Linked DNA regions of Mus musculus: region 2 is linked to region 1. The links are chromatin contacts, called in public promoter capture Hi-C maps. All regions are on one chromosome and are shown on one strand. The core of a region is the stretch at or near the end of the contact, and the rest is flanking DNA. Distances in the headings are between cores, read along the strand shown. Region 1 holds the start of Myo1g (myosin IG). Region 2 holds the start of Nacad (NAC alpha domain containing).

Region 1 (3,216 bases), core at 246-2,745:
TCTCTCAAAATTGGCCTGCAAATAACACATATTTGGGAACATTTGGGCCTGCCATCAAGGGAGCAGAGAGAGCTGCCCACTGGCAGACCCTGTAATCAGGAGGGAGGACTGCACAGAGAAACCTGAGTGGTCGCCTAGCCATTTTTCAATGTACCACTAATCTACAAGCTCAACCATAAGCCAAGACCTGTGAGAGCTAAGATGAGGCCCCAGAGCTCCAAGAGTTAATGGTTTTATCTCAGAGGCTGGATGAGAGAACGAAGCTGAGCATATGCAAGAGGGTCCTACCAAAGGCTAGCCCACTAGAGGGCTGGAGAGTGTACTCTTCCGCTCCCTTGTCACTGTGGGGAGGAATCGCAGGGTGCCGAGTCCCCACCACTGCCTCATCTGCTGGGTCAGGCAGGAAGTCTTTATGGTTTAAACTCTATTGTGGCCACCCCTGGCTGATGTTGAGCTCTGGGGCAGCGATGTTCAGCTGGGTAACCACGAGAGGCCAAGAAATATCTGTTGGCACGCCTTTAATCCCAGCACTTGGGAGGCAGAGGCAGGCCGATTTCTGAGTTCGAGGCAAGCCTGGAGCCTGGTCTACAAAGTGAGTTCCAGGACAGCCAGGGCTATACAGAGAAACCCTGTCTCGAAAAACCAAAAAAAAAAAAAAAAAAAACCAAAATAATAATAATAAAAGAAATATCTATTGGGCTAGAGAGATGGCTCAGAAGTTAAGAGCACTGACTGCTCCTGCAAAGGTCTGCAGTTTACGGCCACCCAGCCCTCTAGCCCTCTGCAGACACCCAGCATGCATATGGTGCACTTATACATGTAGACAAAGCACTTGTACACAAAATAGATGTTTAAAACGTTTTAAAAGAAGCATCCTGCCAGGCGTGGTGGCACATGCCTTTAATCCCAGCACTTGGGAGGCAGAGGCAAGTAGATTTCTGAGTTCAAGGCTGGCCTGGTCTACAGAGTGAGTTCCAGGACACACAGAGAAACCCTGTCTTGAAAAACCAAAAAAAGAAAGAAAGAAAGAAAGAAAGAAAGAAAGAAAGAAAGAAAGAAAGAAAGAAAGAAGAAGAAGCATCCTTTCTTACTGAGCCTGGTATAATCCTAGCTACTTTGGGGAGGCCAGCTTGGACTACAGAGATAGAAGAAAGAAAGAAAGAAAGAAAGAAAGAAAGAAAGAAAGAAAGAAAGAGAGAGAGAGAGAGAGAGAGAGAGAGAGAGACGGAAAGAGGGAGGGAGCAAAGGAAGGAAGGAAGACAGACAGACAAGGGGAGGGAGAATTCCAGCCTGCCCGTAATCTTTGGAGTGCTTGGGATTACAGACAGGTATGGCCAAACCTAGCTTGGGAAGAGCTTTAAGGAAGCCAGTAAAGACCCCATCAGGACAGACAGTTAGGCATGGACCTTGTGGGCCAGGGAGCAGGAAGCAGTGTCTGAAGCACCAAGGCAGGGGAGTAGCAATGGGCAGGGCCAAACTCCCCGGGCAGAACCCACTTCCTACTTTACTGAAGTACTGCAGTAGTCAGGCAGGGCTGGGCCTCCCCTTTCTGCCTTCCCCTTCACCTCTGTACAGAAAGCTCTGGCGACCTGCCTTGGATGCTTGCAGTGGGCAGGATGGAGGACGAAGAAGGCCCTGAGTATGGGAAACCAGACTTCGTGCTTTTGGATCAACTGACCATGGAGGACTTCATGAAGAACCTAGAGCTCAGGTAGATGTGAGGTGGGGGTGGGGATGCGGTACTGGGCTTCTTTCCTTCCTTTCCTCCCTTATCATCCACACAGACCTGAGAGAAGCCCTGAAGGTACCCTGGTCCCATCGTCAGGAATGGGGACAAGGCTACACATACCTAGACAATACAGGCTGAAATGATAGCATCTCCAGGAGATAATGGCCACTCAGAAAGTAACCAGCTGTCAGGAATGGAGCTGCCCAGCCACCCTCACAACACCCTGGTTGACAAGCCCAGAGTCCTGAGGAAGACAGGCAAAGGCATGGGGACCAGGAATGTACTGCATCTCCTCTCTGTCACCTGCTGATGCTTTCCCCCTGGGTCCCATGTGTGACCCGACTTGAGTTTCCTTAGGAACTCCAAAATGAAGTGCCCTCCACCCCAGAATCGCAATAATCGAAGCAAGCTGATATGATGCTGATATGATGTTCTGGGTTGGGAGTTGTTCATGGGAGGGGTCACAGGCTAGGACTAGGAGAATTGACAGTGCAGCCTGCTTTCTCACTGAAAAAAGCAGGGAGGGGTCCAGGAGCTAGAAGCACAGCATGTTAAATGGCCTTGTGTGCGGCTGGACTTCATACACACCTCCTAGGGAGGATTGTTGTGTGCTAGGAAGCTCCTTAGAGAGCAACTGGGGACCAGGAATCTCACTAGGTGCAGAGATGGAGGTCCTAGGCTGCCACATGGAGAGCTTTATCCAGGAAATGAGTTCAATGCTTTGTTAGACTGCCTCATTCTCTCGAAAAGCAAGCTCACAAGCATGCCCTCCATGCTTTGTATGCTGAGCCGAGGAAGACAGTGGCTGCAGGTCACAAAACTTGTAGTCCCAGGGCGTGACTTGTCAGAGGGGGCAGAGAAAGAGGAACCCTGAAGAGGCCTGCCTGGGGTTGAGCGGGCCCCACACACCGAGAGGACAGTTGGGGCCCCAAGGAGGCTAGTACTCCTCCCAGAGCACAAAACCCAAGAGAGGTACAGCCCTAGGTTCCTGCTTCTAATATGGTTAGTAAACGGAAGGGTGGAGGAGTTTGAGATGTGCTGGAGAGGGACGGTGGCCATGGCTGGGGTTGCAAAGACTAGCAAATCACCACGCTATGATTTGGGTGGGGCAGGGCGAGTCCCCTTCCGGATCTGGTCCCGCCTAGACTCTGAGACAGGAAACAACCAAGCCCCCCACCCCCCCCACCCCCCACTCTCTGGAAGAGTCCCCTTTTCACAGTCTCAGCCCAACTGCCCTGTAGGAGTCACCTGGGAAAGATGACCCCTGCAGGGCCGTTACCTTTGTGGGATAGATATTCCTGGTTCCTGAGACCTGAGCATCCTGGCAGAGAGCAGTGTGGACCACACCCTTTGCACTGTGCTGAGGGCTGCTCTGGGTGGCTCAGCTTACTGAGGATGGCACCAAGGGGTCTTAAGTCAGTGAGGTCCCTTTTCTCTTCTCTATGCTCTTTCTGGGAGGGGGTGCTGACTGCTCGAGGCCTCCCACG
Region 2 (3,216 bases), core at 333-2,832, 85 kb before region 1:
GGATACTCTTACCCAATGCTGAGCTCAGCTGCCAGCTTGAAAGAAAGCTTTGGTCCTACTGGGTCTCAAGTGCTGTGTGCTGACGTGAGCAAATACTTTTCAGATTTGCCTCAGTGATGCTGGTCTCTAGTAATCACAGCTTACCTTTTCTTTCTAGTCCTAGCTAACCATTGTCAAGTCTCTGAGGAAAGCAAAGGTTTCATTTCAGTGGTGCTGGTCTCTTGTTAAAACCACAGCTGAAGCCGGGCGTGGTGGCGCACGCCTTTAGACCCAGCACTCGGGAGGCAGAGACAGGCGAGTTTGAGGCCAGCCTGGTCTACAAAGTGAGTTCCAGGACAGCCAGGGCTATACAAAGAAACCCTGTCTCGAAAAACAAACAAAAACACAGCTGACCCTTCAGCTCCAGCTAACCAGAAACCACAGATTCAAAAGAAAATTATACAAAAGCCCCCCGTAAAGTTGCTGCTTTAACAAGCCTGGTCTCCATCATCTGTATCTCTCTCAACTTTCCTGTCTCCAAACCCCTACAACAGCTCATTAAGCTCTCAGCAGCCAATGGTCTTTTCCAGCCCAAAGCTCCAGATACTTCCACAATCTTCCCACAAAACATGGTCAGATCACCACAGCCACAAACTCATTTTCTGGTACCAGTTGCTGGATTGATTAATTTGCTTCCTGTTGCCGTGATAAACACCAGGAACAAAAAAGGCAACTAGGGGCTGGGTGGTGGCACACACCTTTCTTTGGTCCCAGCACTCCAGAGGCACAGGCAGATGATCTCTGGGAATTCCAGGCCAGCCTGTCTACAGCGTGAGTTCCAGGACAGCCAGGACTACACAGAATAGAAAATAAACAAAAACCTGTCTCCAAAGAAGGAGGAGGGGTTTCACAGGAGGAATCAACTTAGATCCTTGGAGGTGAAGTAAGGGGTCCTTACGTGGACTATAAAGTCAAATATCAGAAGGACGGGGTGGGTTGTCAGCAACAGAGAGGGTGGGGCAGTTTTGCAGAAGATGCTGGTCTTATGTTTGGATGTGGTAAGGGTGCCAGGGGTACCTTGGTGTGCACCTCAAGTCAGGTATAGGGAAGTAGGGAACAGCACCTGACTTCCTGTAGACTCAGAAGATCCTATACATTGGACACTCCCTCCTTGTTTGCCTCAATAGCCACTAATTTCCCCGACTTCAGCTCACAGATGACAATGTGTCATTCATTCATCTGGTGCCTGGCACTGGGAAGGGGGGACGGGCTGGGCACTGCAAACGCCAGGATGGAAACATAGTGCATTTCAGGAAGGGAAATAGTAAGCATCATCTCTGGGGGTGTGGCCCAGGGCTGGCGGGAATAGTGAGTGAGGTACATTTCTTCCCTGTCCTAAAGAGCTGAACGGTGAAGGAAACAAAGCAGACCGCCAAGCTAGAAGTCAAAGATCCAGCTCAGCCCAAGAGATTGTCTGGAACCACTCTCTGGCGCACTCAGTTCCATCTCCCGTTGCCACAGAGACAGGAGGTAGTTGCTATGGAGACTGTCTGCCAGGACCAGCCAATCCTGAGCTGCTGTTTTCGCTCATCTTGGGGCTTAGGAGCTTAGGCTCCTTCACTGGGCTCCCTGTGTCCTCTGTCCAGTCATTGAGCGATAGGTTGGGCCATCACTTATTAAAGTGGCCCTGCCCCCTCTGCAGAATATATAGCTATCTCCCCATATTAACCCGCACCCCTGGTTCTGGAGACACCTTTTGTCTCTTTCCAGTTAAGAGGCGATGTCACCTTGGGAGGAGTCTGGCCTCCAAGCGGCCCCCCTTGGATGCTGCGGGAAAGGCGGGGCAGGGCGCAGCCTTCTGGCCTTAGACTCAGCAGTGGGAGAGAGGCGATGGGGTGAACGAAGGGAATGAGCGCCCTCCCTCTGGCGCTCCGCAGTGCTCGGCGCGCTGGCGCACGCTCACTCGGCTTGATAGGCGGGCGGGGCAGCGCTGACGTCATTTACGCCCCCCCCCCCCCCAGCAGAGGGGCGGTGGCCGTGCTGGCTACTCCGAGCGCATTGACGGACAGAGGGACAGAGAGACAGGGGTATCGGCAGGCACACGTCCAGGCCATGCCAGGGGAGGCTGCGGGCGCTGAGCTGCCGCTGCCTGAGGCAGGAGGGCCTGGATCCCGCACAGGTGAGACCGCGCCGGCTCCCCTTTCTGGCTCAATACCTTTTCTGGCTTTCTCTCTCCTCCATCCCTCTGCCTCCTCACAGTCCCCTCCCCTGTCTTTCCAGACCGGTTATTCCCTCCACCTGCATCTTTCCCCCACCCCCAAGCCCCAGGATTTCGTGAAGGCCTGGGCGCCGCAGACAGCATCCTCCTAGCCTTGTAGCTATGAAGGGCAGCGTCTTGGCCTTTCACTCTGGGCTGTGGGGACCGTAGTCTTTGGACCAAGTCCCATTTAGTTGTGTCTCTGTGCCACATTGCATTCCATTGTCCACAGAGAGCTGGGCCCCAGGACCGACGGTGGGGTGGCAGGTTTGGAAGCAGGGAGGCCCAAAGGGTCCTTGCAGGCTCATCCTGTGACCACCAGAGGGTTCTTAGAGGTACGTTGGGTGCCTAGGGCAGCAAGCGGCTAGACTTATAAGGGAGTTGTAGGGCCGATGGAACCTGGGAGGCTAGCCAGAGGACACCGGCAGAACCACGTCTGAGAGGTGGGGCTCTGAACAGCAGCTCTCCTGGCCAGCAGTGGTCTTCCTATGCAGACCTTGGATAAGAGGGGGCATTAAATGTTGGTAGAGGTCAGTCCACTTGCAGGCTGGAGGATACTCTTAAGTTTAAATGGTTCCTGCTGGAGATGGGCTGTGTGTAACTTGGGCAAAGCCAAGGGCACCTTGCTGGGTGCAAGAAGTTATCTAGGGACAGGATGGGCAAGAATGGGGATGGTGCCAGTGCTGTGCCAGGGTCCTGGGTGGGAGCTAACAGTTCCCATCTTACTCTTGCTGGGGGACAGGCAATCCAGGCTGGGACTCCCCAGGCCCAGTCATAAGCTAGTTTGCTTGGTGACCTTGAATGACACATACACACACACACACAAACATACACACACCTTGGCTTTTTATTTCCCTTCCATTTTAACCTTGGCCCAATTCTGCCCTACTGCCCTGGGGCCACACTAGGAAGTGGAGAAGGCAAGAGCCTAACTTGGGAACGCCCAGTGATGGCTACTAGCCACACCCACGTCGGTACCA

Evidence for each region. Capture Hi-C pulls out chosen DNA fragments and counts their contacts.
Region 2: a promoter capture Hi-C map of liver shows a contact between it and region 1. The contact joins the promoter of Nacad here to the promoter of Myo1g in region 1. A contact is called at or near these places in 8 of 39 promoter capture datasets (the C10 cell line, the HPC-7 cell line, hematopoietic stem and progenitor cells and 5 more), 3 of 15 datasets of contacts at CTCF or cohesin (the NIH/3T3 cell line, large pre-B cells and pro-B cells), 13 of 484 Hi-C or Micro-C datasets (the 63-12 cell line, ECoMG-derived neutrophils, the G1E-ER4 cell line and 5 more), 10 of 115 datasets of contacts at active chromatin or transcription factors (the 230-238 cell line, the SCID.adh cell line, acute myeloid leukemia and 3 more) and 4 of 9 other capture datasets (adipose tissue, embryonic stem cells, liver and 1 more).

The regions. Positions count from the first base shown.
Region 1 is chr11:6,519,237-6,522,452 of GRCm38.p6, reverse strand. It overlaps Myo1g (myosin IG), which reads left to right and starts at 1,495. Exons shown (of 22, transcript NM_178440.4): 1 at 1,495-1,711. The coding sequence starts at 1,599.
Region 2 is chr11:6,604,420-6,607,635 of GRCm38.p6, reverse strand. It overlaps Nacad (NAC alpha domain containing), which reads left to right and starts at 1,582. Exons shown (of 8, transcript NM_001081652.1): 1 at 1,582-2,158. The coding sequence starts at 1,888.